Regions from separate parts of the Mus musculus genome. Here all the other regions are linked to region 2. A link is a contact called in public promoter capture Hi-C data. All regions are on one chromosome and are shown on one strand. Each heading gives the region's core, a stretch centred on a gene start, on an enhancer-like site or on the middle of the called end of the contact. The rest is flanking DNA. Distances are from core to core; before and after follow the strand shown. Region 1 holds the start of Slc16a3 (solute carrier family 16 (monocarboxylic acid transporters), member 3). Region 2 holds the start of Faap100 (Fanconi anemia core complex associated protein 100). Region 3 holds the start of Ccdc57 (coiled-coil domain containing 57).

Region 1 (4,241 bases), core at 844-3,343, 570 kb before region 2:
TTTGGAGATGGCCGAAGTATGAGTGGGGGTGGGGCTTGGATCAGAGGGCGGCAACCGACTGGAGATAGTGGTCCAGCCGACCTGGGCGGGGTTCAATGGGTCGGGTTAGGGAAGGAAGCTCCGCCCAAGCGGACTCGGGACGTGGGGGACGTGACCGCGCCAAGGGAGGAGCCGCTGCCGTATTGCCTGGAGTAGGCGGTCCTCTGCTTCTACCGTACTTGCAGCTCACGGCGCCAAATGCCCTGAGAGACCTAAGACTCACCCGTAGATTAGCTTGCAAGGCGGGCCAGTTCATTCTGCCCTTCACGAAGGCGAGCGAGGGCGCGCGACTGAACCTCTGGGATGCTGAGATGGGCTAGTTCATTATCCATCTACCCCCTCATGGCCCATTCCACTGATGGGAACAACGGCCAGAAGTCTGCTCTTGCCGCTAGGGCGGTCTCCATTCCTAACCTGCCCCTGAGCCAGTGCTCAGTGCCAGCTGGACCAAGGCCTGGTCCAGAGGTCTCTAATTGCTTAGCATCACCATCCAGAAAGTCCCGCATGGGGCCCAAAGGTGTCTGCTTCTGGGCCTCCCCAGCCCTCCCCTTTCTGACCAGTTCACTGGAGGATTAGAGTCCTAAAGTCCCGGAACACCGGCATACTGTGGGGTCCCACGCACTGGCCCCTTCAACATTACTTCTTGATGGTTCTAAGGCCTACTGTGCTTTCTCCTCGCTGCCCCTCGAAATTTAGGCATCCAAGCAGTGAGATCGTTTTTACGGGGAGCAAGCCCTGCCCAAGGTCACTGGTGATGTGGCCAAGTCCATCTTGGAACCAAACCACTGGTTATTCAAAGTCCTTGCCAAGAAGGGGCCACATGTATCTCGGTAGTGTCCTCAGTGCCCCTTAAGGGGTAGACTCATCCTTTGCACAGCATCCTAGCTGTGCACTAGTCACTGCTCATCCTGAGTGAGTCCACACACTTTTAGGACTGTCCTCGTTCCTCAACACGGACGGACCCAGCACCCACGGGACACCAGCCAACTTTGGGCCTGTACAATGATGCCGGGAGCCCTCGGGGATAACCTGCTCCCAACAGAAGAACTTTGGGAAAGCTAATGAGCCTGTGTTATGGGGAGAACCTTGCCGTTACGCTCAGACCAACCTGTTGTCCTGAAAGGGTTCCTGTCGGCCTGGGCCCTGCTGCCCTCTCCTTGCTTGTCACCCAGATTCCAAGCACTATCAGCTGTCCAGAGTTAACAGTTTCTTGAGCCTGTCTGTTGACTGGACCAGCATCCAGGCAGGCGCCTAGTCAACCCACTTGTCAGGTAAGAAAACAGACCGTGCCTGGTTTTCCTATCGGATGAGAATAGAGCAAACAGAGCCCACTCCGGAGGAAAACCCCACTTTCATGTGCCTAGTTTGGGTTAATAGTGGTGGCTGGGTAAGAGTTGATGAGTTTAAGATGGTAGAAAAGGTGGATGTAAAGAGATGAAAGAGACCCGAGGGCATACCTCCCCCAACGTGGCACCATTCCGAAGCGCACGTGTCCCTCTCTCTCACTGGGCGGCCTGCTGACGCCCGCTGGAGATTCGGGGTTCCAAGGAGGCTGTAGCATTCCCACCAAATATAGCCCAGGTTCCCCGGCCGTCCGGCCACGCTCCAACCCTCTTGGGCCGAGCTATTTATACTCTGGACGTTTGGTCGCCCAGGGCAGCTGCCCTCCTGGACGAAGCCCAGCCCCCGAGGGCTACCGGATGGATAGATAGGCGTCTACGAGGGCAGGGAAGCAGGATGCAAGCGCGCAACTGGCTGTTCATGGCCCTTTGGTGGAGCCGCAGTGGTGAGAAGGTTCTCCAAGTCAAGAAAGAATGGGGCTGGAGAACCAGGAGGAGAGAGGGTCAGGGGCCGGGAGCTCCAGGTCTGGATCCCCCGCCTGATGATCGAAGGCCCCAAACCTTGGGCGACTGGAGGCGGGGGGAGGGTCCCAGCCTCGCTCCGCGCGCCAAGCATCTCGCCGCGCCTACCTGTTACCGCCAGCCGCTGTATCTGCCTCTGTCCGCCTTGGCTGCCCGGCGCCGCGCCGGGGGCGACTTTAAGTGCTCTCATCCGTCGCGCGGCACGTCCCCCGCGCACGTCACCGCTGCCTGGCGCCGCCCCTGCCCTCCCCACCCGGACCCCGCGCCGCTGCCGGAGGGGGCGCCCTGGCCGCTGTTCCCCGACGGCGCGGACAATGCCATCTCCACTTAACAGGGAGACCAGGCTGGCACTCGCTCTATAGGCGCCCGGGGCCCGGGCCCCACCCAACGCAGACCTTCTCACTGTTCTCTTCCGCGCCCTTGGGCCGTGACTACCCACCTCTGCTTCCCATTCTACCCTCCATTTATCCCCTCCCAAGACTGTGGGCTCCTTCCATGATTCCTGCAAGAGAGTGGCAATGTCCTCGCTATCTCCGAGACTGGGACCTTTTGCCCTCCAGACCCTGGCCTTCTGGCCTGCGCCTTCTGCCGGGTGGCACACGCCCCCACCACACCTCATGCACACAGGGCTCCTGCCGCCTGCCTACTTCGGACTTTCGCCCCATCCAAACCACCATACCTTGCTCGTGCCTCAGCCTGGGCTATTGTGTGGCTGTGGCAGCTGTCTTCCCTAGTTAGGAAGACTCAGGCACCTTGGACTGACCGGGGATCTTGGGCAAGGCTGTCAACCTCCCTGAACTTCCGTTTTCCCCTGTGGTCGGGGCCCTGCAACAAAGTCAGATACAGGCACTGACACAGCCCTGCTCTGTCGCCCCTCAACTCCTATAGAAGTGATTTTTATGGGGGGATTTCTGCTCCACTCTAGCCTGTATAGCTCCCTGGGGGGCGGGGGGGGGGGCAAAGAAACCTGGTGTTTTTATTAACAAGCTGTAAGTTTAAACCGGGCAGGTTCTGAGATTGCTATAACATCCTAACTATAGACGCCACATTACTTGCCAACTGAGTCTTGCTGTGTTTGCTCTGCCCCATGAGTGTCCTCAGCGATTTTCTCTCGGCCACGTGCTCATGGTCCATCCTCCCAGACCATCCTGCCTCAAGGCAGGCCTCTTCCTTCCCCTGCCTTTTTCCTTTTCCTGGTACCTACTGGAGATACCCCTACTCATCTCAAGTTCCACCTTCCTCTCTTTCCTGCCCAGTCACAGGCTTTAGCCTTTTACTATCCAATCAGAAGTTATTGGGGAGCATTCTCCACAGCACATTGGTCAATACGCTGCCCATGTCCAGACTGCAACCTGATCTTGGGGCACAGAACTCTTGGGGCATCTGAATACACAGAGCACAAGAGCAATCCTAACACTCCCAGCCCAGTGTGGGAGATGAGGACAGGACAGCAGCTTTGCATGCTGCTCTACAAATGCTGACTTCCCGGAAAGGAACAGGATTGGGAGAGAGTAGAGCCATTCTGAGCTGGGAGAGTTCTTTCCAGTCCTCCGAGGGGTGCAAGGGGTGCCGATTCAAACCCATGCCACACAATGGAAATGACCAATGACCGGGCAGTTTGGGTGAGGAGATGAGGAGGCATCTCGGAGTATGGCCTTTGGTGGACAGGGCCCAAGACACTTACCCTAGGGTACCCAGTCCATCTCACTTCTAATGTGGCTCCTAAATGACCCCAGGTCCCCCGAAACTAGGAAATTTTGATAATAACTCAACATTAGACAAAGATCTTAACACAGCCAGAATGGGAAAGGGTGACCTCCGAGTCCAGAAGGTCACAGCTGCCCATTCTTTTGACCATGATAGCAGTGGTGAAGAGGTTGGGCACCATGTGCCTTAGCTGTGGCTCCCATAGTCCACCATCCTGAGTCCTTACCTACGAAGATGCCCAGCCTGGTAAGGCCAGATGCTCTATCACGTGTTTACTCTCCAATGGCCCTCCATGAAGAGTCATTCAGACTCCACCCATGCCTAGGGCCTGACTATTATTCAAAAGGTGCTTCAGAAACAACACATGTGAGGACCCCATAGCCTACAAGTGGCACTGTGGGGGGGGGGGGGCTTCGATCCTTAGGGATGGAGACCTGTGACAGGTAGCTGACAAACTTCAGCCTCAGCCACTGGGTATGTCACAAATACCCAGACCCTTCCCACAGATGCTGGGGCATAGCCAGGTGTACTGGCCACCCCTACCCTGCCTTCAGACCAAATAACACGGCGCTCCCAACAGGGAAACAGAAGCCAAGCCAGTGCTTCCAGGGTCTCAGAGCCTCCTCCTGTCTC
Region 2 (4,612 bases), core at 96-2,595:
TTAAAGTTGGTTTTTGTTTTTTTGTTTTCACTTAATTTACAGCTGGGCATAGTGGTCTGTGCCTTTATTCCCAGTACTCTGGAAGCACAGACAGGCTACAACTATAAAGCCTAAGAAATAAATATTTGGGGCTGGGGGGTGTCCAGTTCCAGACAGAGCTTTTTGTTTTTTGTTTTGTTTTGTTTTCATAAGCGTTGCTGTTGTAGAACTAGCTTTGTAGACCAGCCTGGCCTTGAACTCAGATCCACCTGCCTCTGCCTCCTGAGTGCTGGGATTAAAGGTGTATACCACCACACAGCTTTTATTTATTTAATCGTATGCTTTTGTACACATAAATACCTTAGTAAAAGATGTAGGAGCCCCTGGAGCTGTTGGGGGTTGTGAGCTTCCCTATGTGGATGCTGGGAATCAAACTTGGGTCTTCTGCAAGTACAGCGTGTGCTCTTACGGCTGAGCCGTCTCTCCAGCCCCAGGATGTTGTTCTGACATCTACACTAGGGTTACACTATGCTCTCTAAGTTCACAGGACGTTTTGTGCCTGGTTGTGACCCCACACACCTTTGTAGATTTGTCCGCTGTAATTTTCAGATGAACGTTCTTTTAAGAGTCAAGGTTGCCTGCGCTGGCTCCGAACTCAAGTATTCCTGCCTTCAGCCCTCCGAGTAGCTGCCACTTCAGAAGCATAGGCAGTGGTGTCTAGTTTCTGATGAGTGCTCTGGAAGAGTAGTATTTCATCTTGTACTTGGAGCCTCATTCCAGGGTAGGATTCTCCGCCTGCTCCCTCAGGGAGCCCCAAGAAGAGCTGTCATTGAAGAAAATGTGGTTTCCCTTAGACCCAGCTCATTAGGGTTTTCAGCATCCTCTGCTGTAGAATCACATCCTGCCGCGTTCATGAGTGGAGCAAAGGCTCTTCTGGATGGCTGGCCTGAAGCACCTTTTTCCCTATCAAGGGACTGAATGGTGTGCTGTGCCACCCTACTCCTGAAACCCCGTGCTATACGGGTGGTGCTCTCAAGTGCTGTCACAAAACGGTGCCAGGGCAAGTGCTGCATACAAGCCTTGCACCAGAGCAACCTCTGCTCAACAGGTAGGTGATCCGAGGCAAGGGCCCTGACGCGGGCCCCAGTGAACTTGCAGGACTGCATTATTTGGCTACCCTCTGGCTTTGTGCCTCCCGTTGTGGCTCTTTGCTAAGCCACGGTGTTTGGGGGCGTTCCCGCCCTCTAGCGGACCGTAGAGCAACTGTCCCCGCCCCTGCAGCAGGCTCCGGCCACGCCTCCGCAGCGGCCGCTTTACGGCGGAGGCCGCGCCGCGCCGTGGGCGGCCGTAAAGCCTGGAGGCGGCACCGCCCCTCCGGGCTGAGCTCTGGCCCGGCGCCCGCAGGATGGCGGGCGCTTCCTCGCGCGTGCACTACCTGTCGGACTTCTGCTGCCCGCTCGGAGGCCGAGCGGCGGGGAAGCCGTTTGTGCTGCGGCATGAGGCTGAGGTCTTTCTGTCCACCGGACGCGAGTTCGTCTATGTGTATGACCAGGAGGGCGGGCTGCTGACGGTGAGCGGAGGGCGGGAGGGCGGGCGGGCGGCGCCGTTCCGAGGTGAGCCGGGGCCGCGTGTGCCCTCGCCTGACCTCGCTCTCCTGGCGCCCAGGCGGTGTACCAGTTTCCCGACCAGGTATGGCACCTGCAGCTCCTGGCCATCCGCAGGGCACTCTACGTCCTGTGTGCCCGGACTGGCATCTACTGCCTGTCGTTGGACTCGCTGGACAGGTGAGGGGGCGTGGCCCCACGCGGCCGGCCAGTGACAAGTCGGGTCCCCAGGGAGGCCGGCTTTCATGTCCTCCTAGTTGTGAGAGGTTTGTCCCAGTAGTAGTCCCTTTGACGGCCACTGACAACACACTGGGGTAGGAAGCAGAGGACTGCGGTCTAGGCCGCCCATTCCCGCTCTCTAGTACCTGTGCATATGCAGGCGTGGCAGTTGTGTCTGCTTTTGTGAAGTTCTTAGCTGTTGAGGCTCAGGTAGTGAAGTCTGCAACCAGGAGCACCGCTATCACTGCCCTCCGGTGCCTGGCAAGACCTCTTGGAAGTGGGTCTCAGAAGACGGTGTCTCTGGCAAGCAGTGAGTGGCAAAAGCTCGTGTCCCTTGGCTTGTGCTGGAAGAACTCACCGTGCACAGCCCAGGCAGCCTTGGGAATAGTTCCCAAGCTGCCTCGATCTGCAGAGCTATGTTTCTGGCTGATCCTGTGTCAAGCGTGTGTGTGTGTGTGTGTGTGTGTGTGTGTGTGAGAGAGAGAGAGAGAGAGAGAGAGAGAGACCTACCTGCTGAATGGCCTGTGATGTCTCCTGCCTAGCCTACTCAGAGCAAGTCAGGTTACTGCTGAGCACGGTGTGAGTCTACCCCACCCAATACTGACTATGCTTCCATTGTTCCTGAAGGTCTGGGAGCCAGGCCTGTGAGGACAAAGAGGAAGCGGCTCCCCCCTACCCTGTGATCCATGTGGACCCGGATGCGTGTGTCCTCCCTGACGCTGCCCTCTGTGCCTTCACCGTGCTGGATGATATGCTGGTCACCCTGGCACAGGGCCCCACCCAGTGGAAGATGCAGCTGTTTGAGCGTCCCTGTGCAGGGGAGGAGCCTCTGCCCAGAGGCCAGATTGGTGAGGTGGAGTTGTCCACTTGCACCCCACCAGGTGGGGTGCCAGAGAAGCCTGCAGCCCCCCGCTTCCTGCCCGTGCTGTGCTGCGTGTTCCCACCAGACTCCAGGGCACCTCATGGTCACCCCCAGGGCTGTGGGTGCTTCACGCTGGAGGAGGCTCTCTTTGGTCTACTCTTTGGAGTCGATGCCACCCTCCTGCAGTCCCCTGTGATCCTCTGCGGTCTCCCTGATGGCCAGCTTTGTTGTGTGGTCCTGAAGGCCTTGGTTACTTCTGGGTTAGCCCCTGGTGACCCAAAGGTCCTGGTCAAGATCCTCCACCACCTAGAGGAGCCTGTGATCTTCATTGGGGCTTTGAGGGCAGAGCCACACGAGGAGGAAGCAGCAGGAGAGCTGCTGCCTGGCCAGCATGAACACTCTGACTGCCTAGTAGCCCTTGGTCACCAGGGCCGGACACTGGCCATCAAGGCCAGCTGGAGTGAGTCAGGGAATCTGGTGCCGGAGCTGCGTGAGTATTGCCTCCCAGGGCCTGTGCTCTGTGCTGCCTGTGACAGGGATGGCCACGTGTACCACAGCACTCCCTCAGACCTCTGTGTGGTAGACTTGACTCGGAGAGACAGTCCTTGGAACCCTGAGAAGCCAGACGGGGCCATAGGAGGTCTACCCTCTGTGCTGTGCCCAGCCAGCTTGAACATCTGCAGCGCCCTGGCTCTGTGTGTGACAGCAAGGGCACCTACAGGTATGAGCTGCCATTCGTCATCATAGAGGCGCAGGACAGGCTCCTCCCTGACGGTCTCTTCCCTCAGCTGTCCTTCTTCCTTGCCTTTTTGTTTGGTGAGACTTTTGCTAATTCAGCAGGTATGGGCCTTCCTCATCAGGCTCATCACAGACCAGAAGTTCACTCACTCCTGTCTTGGGGTCAAGGACCTTTGTATGTGTGTCCTCCCTGGAACACGGCTGTGGCCCCTCAGTTGGGCGGGCGCCACAAGCATACGGCTTGTGGGGTTGGTTTAAGAGCATCTCCCACAGCAGCTTTCAAATCGGGTCAGGCCAAACCCCCACATGTCCTCTGAGAGCTCAAGGAGCCTGCTTTAGCTGCTGTGTGGCCTGTTTATGAGCCATTCAGAGGGTGTCTCGAAGCTCTCTAAGGAAGCCTTAGCTAGGTTTGCCTGACTCTGGCATGAGAGGAAGACATCTCTCCCCTCCCCCAGTGTCTTCCCATTAAGATCAGCTAAGAGTATATTAAAGCCTGCTACAGAAAACATTTAACAAGAGAAAAAAAAAAAAAAAAAAAACGCTTAGAAGGAAAGACCCAAACCACTTCAGGTGAGGGGCCGTAGCCTAAGACCAGGATACCTATGAACTGACTTCCAGCTACTAACCTGCCCACTTCGGGGTCCATGTTAAGAGCTGTGTTGGGGGATGGGGAAGCGAGCAGACCCTTGGCAGGGGCAGGGCAGGAGGACATGGTAGAGATGTTAGAGATTGAAGCAAGCAGAACTCAGCCTCTAGGGCACTTTTCTTTAGAAGGCTCAGCAGCCTTGCTCTGTTAAAGGCTGTGACACATTTGAATAATTGGGCACCATACAGTGTCCTCCTCTGGCCCCTCTTTGTTCTATCTGTGTGGACCAGTTGCCACCATGGCATCACATCTGTGGTACATCATCTTGTGTAGGCACTTCAAAATGTGTATAGAGATCAGTGGTCCCCATCTGTGCAGATCCCCAGTACGGGCTTCCCAGACATCCCCTTATTGCCTTCCTCGGGCACTGCCTGGGTCCTCTGCCAACCCTTTTTCTGGAGCCCAGAGTGAACAGCACTGAGTGCTCCAGATTTATGACCTGACCGGCCCTGCGTGTGTCCGTCATCAGGTAGCACCGAGCTCCTCGCCCTGTCTTCTAAAGGACGCCTGATCACCTGCAGTCTGGACTTGAACTCTGAGGCGCCTGTGCCTGCCAAAATGGCC
Region 3 (4,713 bases), core at 15-2,514, 550 kb before region 2:
CTGACCCTTGGACCCCTCAATTAAGGCAAGGGTTTTACATTTGACAGCAAAGAACTGGCAGTTGAGGTTACCTCACTTTCTAATAGAACAGAAGGCCCCTAGAAGTTCAGGGGACTCCCTGGCTGAGAAGAAGGCTACAAAGACAAGCTGGTTGGGGGAAGGTTCAAACACCAAGCATTTGCTGTCAGGAAGTGGGGACAGCAAGTTGAGGGAAAGAGACTGACGGGTAGAGGAAGACGGCAGGATATAGGACAGGAAAGTAGGAATGACTAGACTTCTTGATACTGCCCTCCTGGAGGAGGGGATTCCCAGACACTCCCCATCCCCTAGGAATTATGCTGGTTTAGGTGTGTATGCCAGTTCCAGGACCAGGCCACAGTTTAACTTCTTCAGTATAAAGAGATAAGAATACCATTCTTTTTATTATTTGTGACTGTGTGAACGTGCAGACCATAACATATGGGGGATAGGGAAGACTCATGGGAATTGGTTCTCTCCTTCCATTCTGTGGGTCCCAGAGTGTGAATCAGGTCATCAGACTGACACATCCACAGAGCCATCTCCCTGGCCCTCAGATGACCTAAGGATTTAAAGAAAGACAAAGGCGAGCCTACAACGAATTCCTGGGGCTCATGCAGGCCCTTCCCAGCAACCAGCCCCATTCCATCCAACTCTTCTTAGTCCAGGACACGCTCCATGAAAGCTGGGGTCTTGGAGGATCATTCACCTTTTGATGCTTGGGGTTTCAGACCAAATCGTGGATGGACTTCTTGTGACTGCGCCTTACCCAGGGCTCTGAAAGAGGATCAACTTCTTCACTTAGCCCTCTCCGCCTGGCGACATGCCCTAGGTGCAACCTCCACCCACTCTTGCCATGTGCACCCTTGTTACAGTCTCATGTGCAGTCTACAAAGGGAAAACCTGAGTCCCAGAATAACTTCCCACCCACGACTTGCAGGTTCCATCCCTGAGCTCCCAGTCCCTCCGCCTACAGGCACCTCCTGCTAAGCTGAAGTTAGCCCTTTGGGACTCCAGAATGGGCACCTTGGGGACCCTCAGGACAGCTGGGGGAGGGCACAGGGCCCCGTAGGTGTAGGTCCTTGCTCACTGGCTCGCACTACTCAGGGAGTCTGCTAGGCCACGGAACCCCAAGCGTCTCTTCCTTCGGTACCAGCGCACAGGTCGGAACTCTTTTGTGTTGAGACTCCTGTTTCTGCCCGGCGGGATCGGAGCGCCGCTCAGGGTGCACCGGGACCAAGGTTACTGACTCCAGTCGCTATGGTAACGTGGCCCGCGCTGTAGGTTCGGGCGGGAGAGTGCTGGCGCTCGGAATCCTGGAGACCCGGGTCCCAGCTGGCGCAGCTCTAGGTCGCACGCGGGAGACGAAGCTAATTCCGCTGGGACCGTCCTGGCACACGCGGTGAGTGGACGGTCATCGCATCAGGTTCTTGCTCCCCTGTAGCTTTCTTTGACTCAGACTCCCAAACGCCTACCTCGTGATTAGCCACACGCGCTTCACAGCGCTTCAGTCCCTCACTGACTTCATTAGTCCATTATCTTGTAGACTACTTGTCATCCTGGCTTGGCCCGATATTTTACACAATTAAGTTACACATTTTAAACAAGAAAATGGCGCGCTCGTGCCTCCCAGAAGGCAAACGCCCCATTACTGGGGAATACTTTCGTCGCCAAGGTTTGAGTGGTTTAAGTGGTGGCTGCCAAGGGGCTAACATAAAGTTATTATTTTCTACTCGGCATGGTGGCACATGCTTTAAAATCCCAGGATTTGGGGGCAGAGGCAGGCGGATTTCTGTTATTTCGAGGCCGGCCTGGTCTGCATAGTTCCAGGACAGCCAGAGCTATGTAGAGACTCTGTCTTAAAATCTAAATAAATAACAAGGTTTCTGTTTTCTTTCCTTTTTTTTTTAAGATTTATTTATTTATTATATGTAAGTACACTGCAGCTGTCTTCAGACACATTAGAAGAGGGCATCAGATCCTACTACAGATGGTTGTGAGCCACTATGTGGTTGCTGGGATTTGAACTCAGGACCTTTAGAAGAGCAGTCGGGTGCTCTTACCCACTGAGCCATCTCACCAGCCCCCAGGTTTCTATTTTCTTATTGTAAATAATAAACACCATTTGGGGAGGTGCTTGACTGTGTAAAAGTCTTGCTTTTAACCATATTTTCAGCTACTAATTTTAGCATACGTCAGTGAAAGCTTCCTGATTTTTTTTTTTCTTTTGATTTCATGTTTTATTCTTGCTATGTTGGGTGCAGAAAAAGAATCACAAGTTAACTGAATCAAAGGCCATTCAGACCATTCGGACTGAAGTGGGATCCAGTTTCCAGCAGTCTTTATTTAGAATCGGCATCAGTGTAGGTTTCAATCACTGCTCTGGCAGCTGGGGCCCAGGGAGAGCTGCAGGAAACAAGAACAGGCTGTATTCTCCAGGGCTCCTGCCTGGGTACAGGTCGGTCCTCCCTGGGAATAGCAGGTGGAGGATAACAGCGACTCCAAGGGATGGGCTAGTCATGAAGAGATGGAGATCATTGATGTCCCCACAGGGAGGACCTCAGAGGTCACTGCCCTTCCACCTGTATCCTGGAATCTTTTATGAAACTGCTCCATGAGAACCAGGCAGGAATTTCATTGGCTTCAGGAATAGTCCAGTATAAGCCCACTGTCTTAGTCACTGTTCTGTTGCTATGAAGAGACGCCATGACCAAAGCAACTCTTATAAAAGAAAGCATTTAACTAGGGGCTGGTGTACAGCTTCAGAGGCTTAGTCCATTATCATCATGGCAGCAAGCATGGTACTTGGTAGCTGACAGCTACACCCTAATCTAGAGACAGGACAGACTGAGACAGCCTGGCGTGGGCTTCTGAAACCTCAAAGCCCACCCTAGTGACACACACTTCCTCCTATAAGGCCACACCTCCTAATCCTTCTAATCTTTACAAACAGTTCCACTCCCTGGTGACTAAGCATTCAAATACATAAGCCTATGGGAACCATTCTTTTTTTGTTTGTTTTTGTTTTTCGAGACAGGGTTTCTCTGTATAGCCCTGGCTGTCCTGGAACTCACTCTGTAGACCAGGCTGGCCTCGAACTCAGAAATCCACCTGCCTCTGCCTCCCGAGTGCTGGGATTAAAGGCATGTGCCACCAAGCCCGGCTTCTTGTCTCTTCTTAAGCACCCACATAATTCCAGTAATTTCACTCTGAAGAACCACCATGTCTATTCTGACTCCTGGATTTTCTTTTTACTGGAGCCACAAGGTCTCATTTGAAGCTGGCAGAGAATCAGCACTTACACTGCCTGATGTGGAGTCAGATAGCCGTGCTTAAGTGTGGTGACCTCTTTCTGTCTCTGGCAGCTTCAGTCCTGAAGGAATTCTATATGTGATATCTGTCAAATATTTTTCTATTTCCGTTACTCCTACATTGATTAGCTGGCACTTTGTTGTAAAACAGAGTCTTTCCTTATAATTTTTTCCATTAGTTAATTTAGTCACATCTTGGTTGCTGCCCCTCTCCCTCCGTCCACTCTCCCCTGTTAAGGCCTGGGTGACTGTTGCCTATCCAGCCAGCCATTTTGTGCTGTTATTAATGTTATAGGGAAACTTTGTCCTGCTCTAGTTGATCTCATATTCTGCTATGTTCTACGCTTTGGTGTTCTGGGAAACCGGCAGAGGTCGGTTAGAACTGCTTTGTATAAGCTTGCACCCGAACTGCCAGCAGCTCTTCCTGAATCTATATATGAACTTTTATGGTTTCTTGTCTTTGTAAGTTGCCCTGGGATAGACCCCAACGTAAGAAAGACAACTGCACCAATATAATAAGCCATTTGGATTAAAACTTTCATTTTGAGTGGGAGTTGAATAAAGTTTAAGTTCCTCCCTGGGAACCGACATCCTGCTTGGCAGAAACAGACATGTACGTGGGTAACTGACTTCCTGCTTGGTAAGTTAAGACATGGATATTAGGCAAGTCAAGTTGCCCAGCCACAGTTGACTGACTACCCCAACCAATGGGAGCAGGATAAGGATACAAAAAAGACATGTTCCTAAGGAAATCCCCTATTCCTAAATCCCGATTGGTGGAATAACTTGGCACAGATATTTGTGGATTTCAAGGCTTAAAGGCTCTGTAAAATCCTAGCTCCAGGTCTCAACTAGCTCCTGTGTTAGTCACATCATGATTGATCAGGCCTGGGGTGAATGCTCAATAAACTATCCCTGCCTGACTGAGATCGGTGTTTGTGTGGTTTGTGAGGTGACTCCTGGACCCCAGCACTCCCCTCACAACACTCTGGAAGGCAGAGGTAGAGGCAGAAGAGCTCTGTAAGTTCCAGGCCAGTATGGTCTGCATAGAGTTTGTCTCAGAAAGAAAGAAAGAAAGAAAGAAAGAAAGAAAGAAAGAAAGAAAGAAGGGAGGGAGGGAGGGAGGGAGGGAGGGAGGGAGGGAGGGAGGGAGAGAGAGAGAGAGAGAGAGAGAGGTGTGAAAGAAAGGGAAGGAAGGAAGAAGGAAGGAAGCAGAAGACTGAATAGTCTTTAAGCCAGCCGTCCTGTGTCTGTTACCAGGTGGTGGTGGAGCACATTTTTAATTGTAGCACTCAGAAGGCAGAGACCGGCAGATCTCTGAGTTTGAGACCAGCCTGGTCTGCAGACTGAGTTCCAGGACAGCAAGGCCTGCTGCTTACAGCTC

Evidence for each region. Promoter capture Hi-C pulls out the DNA fragments that hold promoters and counts their contacts.
Region 1: a promoter capture Hi-C map of neutrophils shows a contact between it and region 2, with 2.8 times the contacts expected there. The contact joins the promoter of Slc16a3 here to the promoter of Faap100 in region 2. A contact is called at or near these places in 3 of 39 promoter capture datasets (embryonic stem cells, liver and neutrophils).
Region 3: a promoter capture Hi-C map of pre-B cells shows a contact between it and region 2, with 3 times the contacts expected there. The contact joins the promoter of Ccdc57 here to the promoter of Faap100 in region 2. A contact is called at or near these places in 2 of 39 promoter capture datasets (liver and pre-B cells) and 1 of 115 datasets of contacts at active chromatin or transcription factors (pancreatic cancer cells).

What each region holds. Positions count from the first base shown.
Region 1 is chr11:120,946,919-120,951,159 of GRCm38.p6, reverse strand. Slc16a3 (solute carrier family 16 (monocarboxylic acid transporters), member 3) reads right to left here and starts at 2,093. Exons shown (of 6, transcript NM_001038653.1): 1 at 2,010-2,093.
Region 2 is chr11:120,375,479-120,380,090 of GRCm38.p6, reverse strand. It overlaps Faap100 (Fanconi anemia core complex associated protein 100), which reads left to right and starts at 1,345. Exons shown (of 10, transcript NM_027980.2): 1 at 1,345-1,549; 2 at 1,645-1,763; 3 at 2,430-3,385; 4 at 4,518-4,612. The coding sequence starts at 1,385. Nploc4 (NPL4 homolog, ubiquitin recognition factor) reads left to right here. Exons shown (of 17, transcript NM_001195023.1): 17 at 1-293.
Region 3 is chr11:120,929,423-120,934,135 of GRCm38.p6, reverse strand. Ccdc57 (coiled-coil domain containing 57) reads left to right here and starts at 1,264. Exons shown (of 19, transcript NM_027745.1): 1 at 1,264-1,420. It overlaps A430102A20Rik (a long non-coding RNA gene), which reads right to left and starts at 1,272. Exons shown (of 3, transcript XR_880367.2): 1 at 1,045-1,272; 2 at 728-795; 3 at 124-580.